Linked DNA regions of Zea mays: region 2 is linked to region 1. A link is a contact called in public Hi-C data. All regions are on one chromosome and are shown on one strand. Each heading gives the region's core, a stretch centred on a gene start, on an enhancer-like site or on the middle of the called end of the contact. The rest is flanking DNA. Distances are from core to core; before and after follow the strand shown.

What was found. A called contact is a pair of places that touch in the nucleus more often than the background predicts.
Region 2: a contact with region 1 is called in a Hi-C map of leaf, with 5 times the contacts expected there. The contact joins the promoter of LOC100275635 here to the promoter of LOC100382437 in region 1. A contact is called at or near these places in 2 of 25 Hi-C or Micro-C datasets (endosperm and leaf).

What each region holds. Positions count from the first base shown.
Region 1 is chr1:292,711,122-292,716,499 of Zm-B73-REFERENCE-NAM-5.0, reverse strand. LOC100382437 (putative dnaJ chaperone family protein) reads right to left here and starts at 1,296. Exons shown (of 6, transcript NM_001175179.1): 1 at 1,101-1,296; 2 at 1-50. The coding sequence starts at 1,250.
Region 2 is chr1:293,012,538-293,018,188 of Zm-B73-REFERENCE-NAM-5.0, reverse strand. It overlaps LOC100275635, which reads right to left and starts at 2,007. Exons shown (of 3, transcript NM_001149682.2): 1 at 686-2,007. The coding sequence starts at 1,657.

The sequences.
Region 1 (5,378 bases), core at 47-2,546:
CGCTTTTCAGGATCACTGAGGACCTCATAAGCCTGAGCTAGCTCCTTGAACTGAAACAAAAGCATGAACTCTTAGTTTTCATCTCAATCAGAAATCAACAGCTCCATTCGACCATTTATACAGATTACAGACTTACAATCAATCATCACCGTATTCATGCAGATTGGGTAAAATGACCTATATATACATCACCACTGGTTCTAACAACACTAGTTGAATGATAACATCTGGTATAAACCATTCAAAGAATCAAATAGAACTACAAGGTTGACGAGTGACCATACTGTGTAAGAATGTGCACGTTGACATTTTTCAGAATCAGGGCATTCGTCTATGGTCCACAATTCAAATAAGTGGAGCATCTTTAGGGTCAAAGCATTCATCCAACAATTCAGGGATTCAAAACAGTGCATCAATTTTCAGAATCAGTGGATAGAGCACACTACAGTATTCAGGTCATGGAAATTGAAGTAAGCAAAGTCCCTCAGTTCCTCAAGTAAGTTTGGCAAACAATTTCACATTTTTTTCATCAAAAGCTACAACTCTGACCATTATACTATCACTAGCAAACCAACCATCTATTACAAAACAACAAACAGGTCTAACCAGACTAAAACGGTACTATATATATAGCCACTATACTAGCGGACTAAACAAGACTTTGCTTGATCAACAATCTTTTGAGTAATTAATTGTTAATTAACATACGATCAAAACCGTATAGAGCGTCAACAATCTTTTGAGTAAATAGTTGTTAATTAATATACAGATCAAAACCGCATAGAGCGAGTAATTCCAGGGGCATGAACAGCTCTAGATGTGTCTCGGTAGCAGCCATAATTCGTAACAGTTTCCATGCAACATGTACCTACTTGGCTACTTCCCCGTACGAATCCCTCCACCATCGCCAACCATTGATTAGAACCATCTAATTCCACACCTCTCAGATTCAATCAACCGCCCCTCTCCCACAACGACCGGCACCAAAAGAAATCGGCCTAGCGAACCGTTTCGACGTCGCCGGAAACATGACAACCCGCCTACTACTCCCCGCCGCGGACAGATCGGAGCTAGAGGAGGAGACCAGCACGCGCGCTCACCTTCTCGGGATCGCCGCCCTTGTCGGGGTGGTTCTTGATGGCGGCCTTGCGGTAGGCTTTCTTGAGGTCATCCTGGGACGCGTCCTTGGAGACCCCGAGGATCTCGTAGTACCGTGTGTTGTCGCTCTTCTTCGGCGCGCGCCCGAACATCTTGGAAACCCTAGCTGTTCGATCCAACGAGAAGCGTGATCTCGTGCCAGGAGAGGTTTGTGAGGAGGAGATAGAACAACGAGGGTAGTTATAGCATCGGGACTGGTGGTCGGGAGTGAATGCGCTGGAAGCTGCAAGAGGCGGGGGCGAGTGGCTCGCGGCCCGTCAGATGCGGATCGGGCGGTGTCCGCCGCAGCTTCCAGATGCTTCCGGGGCCTTCCTGTGAGGCGGACTCCAACGAGTCCCTCTCCGTGTCGGCTATAGGGTGGAGTACAAGTTGTTTGGTTCAGCTATTTTCTGACCAGCTTTTCTGAGAATCTAGCTATCGAGACAATCTGGCTGTGTAGAGAATCTGAGTATCATTAAGATTACGTGCAGAGGAAGATAAAGTTGTCCATGAGGCTCATGATCTATAAAGTGACGAATTACTACTATTGCGACGACTCAACCGATTATATGTTTATGTTGATTTTCAATGGTTTTTACCCAAACGAATTTTATAAAAGCTGGCTAAAAATCTGAGTGTTTGGCAATCCACAGTAGCTTTTGGTGGCCAGAAGCTGTGAAAAGTCGAAACAAACAGGGGCTAGAGCTCCCCGGCCGGCCCCAACGGCGCCCGCTTGGCCCTCTAGCGGGGTGAGAGGTAAATCTACTAATTGATTTGTATTTAGTGTAAAATTAGTTTTTTGAGTTTAATTGATAGATAGCAATGTGTATTAAGGTACTGTAAATATAGTAGTACTTTTTTAAAACTCTAAAAACTGAGGTATAAAATAGGAGAAGAATGGTTGAGAGGGAGTTATTTAAATATAATTAGAAAGTACTAATAAGAGGATTTGAGAGGGGGAATGGTTGGAGATAAACTAAATGGGCGTGGGGCTACTGGAGCGCGTGTTGACACGACTCGATTGCTGCGTGGGCGTGGCTGTGGTCGTCGAGTGGGGTCCCCGGGCCATGTTGGCGAGAAGTAAGGGGGTGTTTGGTTTCTAGGGACTAATTTTTAGTCTATACATTTTATTTCATTTTAGTTGCAAAATTGCTAAATATAGAAACTAAAACTCTATTCTAGTTTCTAAATTTGACAATTTATAGTCTAAAATGGAATAAAATAATGGGACTAAACATTAGTCCCTACAAACCAAACACCCCCTAAGTCATCTTATGAGGAGATCCGCATGTTCTGGAAACTAGAAAGAAGTCAAGAACCTTTTAAGTTTGGCTTAGAGATGTCAATGGCTCGATCCTCTACTCATTACAAGAAATTTGTCTATTAGAAAATAGGGATGCTGAAGTTTCTTTCTCATAGGATGTAAACGGTGAAAAGTACTCCCTCAACAGATAAACTGGAATGGGGAAAGGGGATGAGGAAGCATTCTTATCCTCATTTTCCGTGGAGACCCATTAAAATTGCACGTGACAATGTTTTCTGTAATAATTAATGATATAATAAATAAATAACTTGTCAAGAAATTGTCCAATTATATTCATTTTGATGTACACAATATTTTTTTACATCAAACAATGTGTATAAGTGACATCGTTTTGCATTAATAACAAAAGGACATACACCCTAATTATAATTTAAACGGGAACGGGGATCCCCGTGGAGGATTTATCACACGGTAAACGGGTATGAGGAAGAAATGTCCCCCGTAAGCATTCATGTGGATCCCTGCAGGGAAATATTTTCGTCGCGGGAACAGGGATGAGGAGTTATTCTCTCATGGGAAATTCTCCGTTGTCATCTCTAGTATGGTTCCATACCTCCATCCGAAGTATTACCTAGCTAAGGCCCTGTCGAAGGAGAAATCCTCTGACGGGGTGACGGAGTGCACCCGCCCTGATTCTGAGCTGAGGGAGGAGTTCAAGTACCTGCCTATCTAATCGAAGAAACTCAAGAACACAAGGATTAGAGTGGTTCAGACCGCCGGAGCGTAATAATCTACATATCCACTATGAGTTGTATTGCTTTGAGAGTTCAGAGCCTCAACATATGTCTCAGCCTGTCCTTTTTGCATCACATGTCCTCCCTTTTATAGCGAAAAGGGACACATACAAGGATGGCGGCCCCCGACAAGTGGGCCCATCGTGCCTGCCTTAAATACATGTTTCCTAGAGTTATAAGTACATTGGAGGGCTAATATATTCTTCCCCGGATATTGCACTGACTTGATGACTAGGCGCGCTCTTCTTGTTGCCTCCATACTAACATCGCTAGGGCTAGATGCGCTGATGCGCAATGGATCTAATCTTATATCTTCGTGTTGTCACATCTGGTCTACACAGCAGTGGGGGTGCTGAGCAGCCAAATGGCGCTTCATAATGCCGCTGCTTACATGCCCGAGATAAGTGTCTCGATAACTTGCGCTGCTCTAAGCAGGCATTGAATGCATGCAGTGCAGGTGGGTTACCGTGCTCCTTGGTGATATACGAGTGGTATTGTCAAACCGTAGGGCCTCCACACTTCGCACCTCGTAGCCTACCGTGTAACTTTTGGTCACTCTGCAATAAATGTGTGTGGTGTGGCTGCTAGCAGGGAGCTTCCTTTTGGACGAAGGCTTATGATATGAGTCTAGAGACCTTTTGGTGACCTCGGACCCCTGCCATCACCAGGCGTGAGTCCAGAAGTTGCTTGTAGGAAGCGAACCTCAGGCTTTTCGTTTGCTAGGGGTCCTAGGACTTGGCGCCTGCTGCCCAAGCGCCATACACATGTAAGGCCAGGACCTTCTATGGTAGGTTAACCTGGCCTTAAGGTAGTGGTAAGGGGTACCTCGTTTACATGGTACCGACAGGCCCATCTCTAGTTGGTTCCATACTTCCATCTGAAGTATTACCTAACTAAGGTCATTGTCTTCGGTATATCACACATATGGTCACTATTTGAAGAGTGAAGTGTAAATATGGGATATAGATGGGTAAGCTGATTGAGATTGCCTCAGTTTTTTCAGGAATAGACCCAAAAAAAATTCGGGTGATTAAATGTTTTATAATTTAGATAAACAATCCAGCTAGGAACAGTTCTATACGCCTATTCTCGTTAACCGAACAAGCCCTAAATTTTATTTAGCTATGGTTGTATAGATAATAGACTAGCTTGTCAGTACCCTGAAACTAGGGTACCCCTTACTACAGTATGAAGACGCAATACCCACGTGGCTATCTTTAGTCGCGTGGTAAAGGAGCTGTGCGTGGGGCTAGGCCGTGACTCGCCCCAGCCTCGGGTGACTACTCTGGGCCAACGACAGCATCCGACCCCACCACGTGGGCGGCTCCGGGGCCGCCACGTGGTCAGAGAAGGTGATGTACTACAAGGCATCGACAGTGAGTCCAGACCCCCATGGGAGAGTGGCGGACACCTGGATATACGGTCCGGACCTCCAGGTTGGTCTAGGACCCCCACATGTACGGACTGGACCCCTAGAATGGGATCCGGACCCCCGTATGGGGTCCGGACCGCCCACGGTGGGGTCCCAAGACCTTACTTAAGGCCCAGACGGGGGTCCGAAGCTGACACGTGTCTAGACCTGCTCTAGTGCGCTCCGGACCTATCCGCATACACTCCTGCTCCCCGCTCAGGCGGAGCCCCGATGCTGCCACGTGGCATACTGCACACGACATAAGCCAACGGGCGGAACCCAGCGTGACGCCTCTGGGCTACGCGCGCCTTCATGATGGATAAGACGTGCGCCTGTCCATTCCACTGACAGGCGGCGTGCTCAGTCCACGATACGTGGGCCACGCAGTTACTCACCATTACTCCTGTATTACTCGTACGGTAACTGCCCATCAATGCAGCATAGATTGCGGACATCAAGACTCCTGGTGATTGCTTAGGCGTTACTAGCATTAACTACTCATATAATGTATTCCTTCCGTTATGCTCCTAGGCCCGCATGTCGGGGCTTAGTATTCTTGTATGTGCCTTCCCTTAGACTATAAAAGGGAAGGCACACAACGTTACAAGGACAAGTTCACACAAGCTCTCTAGACTCACACGCTCAGGCTTACACACTCAATACAACATACACACAGTGGAGGTAGGGTATTACGCTCCGGCGGCCTGAACCACTCTAAACCCTCGTGTCTTCTCGTTTTCATCCACCTTCCAGTAGACAGGCAAAACGCTTA
Region 2 (5,651 bases), core at 758-3,257, 300 kb before region 1:
AAAAAGTACAACTGAGGATGGTGATCAAAATGCAACTATTGAAAAGATGCTAATCTCACACACTTGCCAGTGTGCATATACCAAGGAACTCAAAAGAGCAACATATTTCTGCCATGATAAGTACTTACATACTTTTCCAAGAACCAAAATCACGTAAAACTTAAATATCAGTTTTCCTCTCAATATTTTGATTTCTGAAGCACTTTGAGTTTTACCGAAGTACTTCACTATGCAAGTTCAGCCTACAAATTTAACCAAAAATGACAAAAGCACTGCAATGATATCAAAAGGTGGAACATGTAGTCCACTCCCCCATCACTGAAGCTGAGAAACAAAAACTAAAGCTCTAATTTTGTGTAATCTTGCCACTATACTGTATAACACTTGAGTTCACCTGATCCTAAAAAACTATTTCCTCCAAGCCACAGCAAGAGATCACCGAATTATGCGGCTATTTCAGGACACTGCAATGTAAGGATCTAATTACTTCTCTTGTCCAGAAAAGACTTGCCAACATTTCATTTTTACCAAAGACAGCAGGAAAACCTTTCTATCAGGTGAATCCCTGCAATGTGACTGAATACTCCAAATGTGCCCAAATAGGACCTTTAACTAACAAAATCGATGATATTTAAACAGAAAAGAGTTCGATGACAATGACCAATGGGGTTAGCAAGATGTGTACCTTGCATATCCTGATCACTGAGAAACTGCTCGCAGGCACTAGCGCTTTCTTCACAATGGCTCTCTGCTCAGCAACCATCTCCCAGCAGAGCCGCCGCGCCATCTCCCTGGCCATCACCAGCTGTGCCCTCTCCGCCCGCAGAGCGAAGATCTCCCTCCGCAGGGCCGCCCTGTCCGCCTCCAGCGCCTCGACCCTTGCATACAGCCCCCCCGAGTTGCCGTCCCCCACGTACTGTGCAACCACAGACGTAGCTGGCTTCGTTGTACTCGCGCAGGTAACATCCACCGTATACTCGAATTCCTTCTCCACGGGGGACGACGGCTCCTCCGCGTCGTCGGCGTCGGCGTCGGCATCCTCCTCGTCCTCCCCGCGGTCATTGCCAACGACCATGGCTTTCACCTCCATGCCACTGCCCGAGTCGCGAACGTTCCGCTCCACCTGCAGCGCGGCCATGCCGATCTGCTCCACGTCTTCGGCGCCCACCTCCTCGTACGAGTACGACTCGTCATCGTCGTCGTCGGTGAAGGAGTCCGGGTCGATGCCGTGGGACTGGAGGCGGGAGTGGTAGGAGGCGGCGAGGTCGGAGAGCGAGGCGAGCTCCTCCTGGACCTCGCGCTCCCTGTCCTCGCGGCTCTCGGCGTAGCGCTTGAACTGGCGGGCCTCCATCTGCGCGGCGGCCTTCTCCCGCTGCAGGCGCTCGATCATGAGCATGGCCTCGCTGGCCGCCGTCTCCGCGGAGGCCCGCTCGGCGTCGAGCTCCTGCCGCAGGCCCCGCGCCGCGTCCTCCGCCGCCTCCTTCTCCCCGCGCAGCCGCGCCGCCGCCGCCTCCAGCTCCTCTACCCGCCGGATCAGCCCCTCCGCCGCCGCCTCTCCTGCCCCCGGACCCGACTTGGGCGACAGCTCCGGCGACCGCGCCGGCGGCCTCCGCTTCAGGGACCGCCGCGACGGCGACGGGTCCGCGACCGGATCCATGGAGGCATGAAGTAAGCGGCCGGGGGGGTGGGGGGACTCGCGTCTGCCAAATCGCAAGCCCTGATCCCGCCGCTGTTGGGAGCAGCTAACGGCTGGCGGGAGCGCGGCTTCCTGCTGTGACACTGAGACGATGGCGCGGTGGCTGGTGGCGTCTGTTGGAAGCGACGTGAGCTAGGCTGGAGCAGCTGGATTAGGAAAAGGTGGCAGCATCAAGTCGAGATGTGATTGGGCATTGGTGAGAGTAGATGGATTCCATCGCATTGCGTTATTCTGCTACTGTAGTATACGGGTGAGCTTTCCACGTCGCCGTTTACGCCAAACACAAACCGTTTCCTTCCTTTCCGTCCCATTGGAAGCAAAGCGAGGGCGCCAGCAGGAGAGGAGGGAGGTCAGACGAGCACATCGAATAGACGATTCCGGGGAAAGGGGCGGCTGCACCTGCACGGAGTCGGAGCTGGTAGTGTGTGCAGTGTGGACGGCCACGACTATTTTGAGAATTCTAATTTTTTATGGGATTTTCATTTTTTTAAGAAAAATTAATTTATTTTTTCTTGAGAAAATAAAAATTCCTTAGAAAGCTTACAAACTAGCTCTAACAGCGGAAAGTCGTGCGGGGTAAAGAATCCGGTGCGAATTTCACGTCGCCGGCGGCAGCAAACAGTATCTGGCCACGTATCGTTTTTTCCGGCCATTTGCAGGTGGAATGGAATACGACACGAGTCGTACTCCTACTCCGAGTACCTGACGAGTGTTAGGTAGTTCGTACATGTTCGTAAACAAATTTGAAAATGCAATTTTGAAATACTGTAGTTTTGTTTTGAGATACCATAGTTTACAATGGTACATGACAAAAATACTACGGTATTGCTTTACCATAGTAAAACTAAAGTATTGTTCAAAACCGAGATCTGTTTGGTTTTATTGAAAAAACAAAGTATATGTAGAGAGAAGAGAAAAAAACCGAGGTCATGAGTAGAGTTTCGAAAACTCCAAAAATACCACAGTTTTGGGTAAACCATGGTATTTAAAACTGAGTTTTGACTATACAAACCAAACACCTTTTGAGCTCAAATACTATAGTATCATCACATCAAATAATATAGTATTGTTTCAAAACTGCAAAAATACTATGATTGGCCCAAGTTTAGCAGTTCGGCGACGGAAACGGCGCGGAAACTGCTGTGTTTAGTCATCTCGTGTGGTCGCCCGCCGCTCCGGTTGTCGTTCGTTGCTTCTCCCCTCTCCGGGGTGGATCAATGATTCGTCGCGGACATCAGACAGGTCTCCGCGTTGACGACGGTTGTGCACGTTATTACTGGATTAGGCCAGGTTCTCTTCTTTTTTTTATCACGAACTACCACTATAAAATGGAGCTAGTTTATTTCTGAATTCTGAACCTATAAAAGCTGGACTAAAGATAGCCCTAAAGCCGACGGATCGGTCGATGGTGGCGCCGCCGTACCTAACACGGCTTGTCGCTGATTGATGACTAGTGCTGAATCCTGCATCAAGTTCGAAAGCAAGGCCGGTCTAGTTTATGCTAATTTCAGCTCTGTGCTTTCCGCACATCTGTCCTCGTCCACACATCGTCTATTGATGATGACCACTTGATACAGTGAACGCAAAACGGTTCAGTACAGCCATGACACGAGGGTGTTGAGATATCTCTTTCTGGTGTATTTATCCTCGGTTGCTTGGTTCGGCAGATTAGGTTGTTATATATATATTTTTTCCCCCTCGGTAAGTTTTTCTAGCCTGTTGTATTTAGGTTATTGCTCTAAACAAACGGGATAAGATCAACATTTGTAACGCCACGTTAGGACGGTTTTCAAATAACACGTACAACGACCTGTGCGGAGGCTCTAGGCTTTCCTAATTTCATTATTTCACAGGAAAAAAAGTTCTCTACGGCTAGTGGTAGGGATGCGGCTTTGTAGCCTGATTTAAGATTTAGGCTCTATCTATCAATGATCGATAGTTGTTTGTTTCTTTCTGCTCTAACATGATCTAAATAGATAATTAACCTAAAATCGACAAACCACATGATCATCGCTAGATGGACACGAAAGTATGCTACACAGCCGCTTGTAGAAAAGTTTTTTTAACGTCTCCCTATTTTATATGGGGGCAACGACTGCTATGCAACTATGCAAGCAGTCATTCTTTGCAAACGTATAAGCAAACCATCTGGTCCATTAGATTACGATCCAACCACATATACAATCATGGTTTGTTATAAAGATTATTGAGCTGGTAGTGGAAGGGTTTAAGTGTTAAATGTGACCTACGTTGGATCACAATCTAATGGACCAGATGGTTTACTTGCACAGTCGTTGCCTTTATATGGTCACTAGGTATGTGCCTGTGCGTTACCACGAGGCGAGGGAGTGTGGGGAATGGTGCCTAGGTTACATATATAATTTTTGTTTATTTCTAAACGCTAAGACATGTGTAGTCTGATGGTTAGCCTCAAATTTCTAAAGCAGAGTGGTGTGGTTTCGAGTGCTCGTTCTGTATTGTTTTTTCCGGATGCTGGGCGTGGGGAGGATGAAGTGTGGTAGCACCAATTGTCCACATCAGGTTCTTAATATAGTAAGTAGTATAGATTAGAGCTTGACCTCCAACCACATCCTAACCCAAGCCGAGTTCTTTGAAGGGGAAATTGACATAAAAACCATTTCCACACTTGTTGTGGTAATTGACGACCATCACAACCAATTTTCCACACTTGTTGTGGTAATTGACGACCATCACAATCAATTGAGCTGACTAGTTTGCTAAGTTATGAGTTTAGATACTCAGAAAATACGTTAAGGAAGATCATCCCTCAACTTGGTGTATCGTGGACCGTCCAGTCCTCTGCCCTAGACCGTTCGAAGTACCTAAGAACAGATCCGATAAGAACTATGTCAAAATACCACATGAACTACGGATCGTCCGATAAGAAAAGGGGTAGCCCGCCCGTTGAAGATCACACCAACCCGAAGGTGTCGGGTTCAGTAAAATGAATTATAGCATCCACGCGAACCATCCGGAGGCATGACTGGACCGTTCGCGTCAAACTTTATCTGATATCTGATGACACATTTAAAGCGATTATAGCCGTTGATATAACCATTATAACTGTCTGTTACGATCTATCCGTTGATCTTGTAGGGGAGTTCGTATGACTGAGATATTGGTCTGACATGTTTTAGGTAAGCTGAACATCATGATGGAAAGGTAGATGTATAATTAGGTGATCGGTCGATTGATGAATTGTGATTATGAACGAACGATGGACGATGAATAGTTCGTATGAACGAACAATGAACAATGAATAGGGATTATGAATGATCGATGAATGATGAATAGTTCGTATGAACGAACGGTGAACGACGAATAGTTCGTATGAACGAACGATGAACGATGAATAGTGATTATGAATTATCGATGAATGATGAAGAGTTTGTATGAACGAACGATGGACGATGAATAGTTCGTATGAACGAACAATGAATAGTTGTATAAACTAACGATGAATAGGGATTTTGAACGAACGGATGAACGATCGAATGATCGGACGAACGAACAATCGGAATTTCCGCAGCATAACGAATGAACAATAATTTAATTTGGACGAACGAATGGACGAACGATCGGGCGGTCGAACGAACAAACAAACTATGAACATTTGGACGGACGATCAAAATGAACGACCGAACGATCCTTGTGCTTGTGTGGGAGTGGGAGTGGGTTTCCATGAAATGGCTTGGGATGGCATGAGGGAGCATATTGTCCCTCTATTTATAGACAAGGTGAGGGGATTAGAGGGGAGGCAAGGATTAGTGGAAGGTAAGCATGTATTAGCCATGGAAAAGTAGAATTAGTTTGTAGAACTTATTTTAGACACCGGAGACCTATGTATACGCATGAACTTAAGGAAAATTATTAAGAAAATATTTGTAGGGATTTTAAAAATGATTCTGAGGGTATTTCTTAGGAGAAAATTATT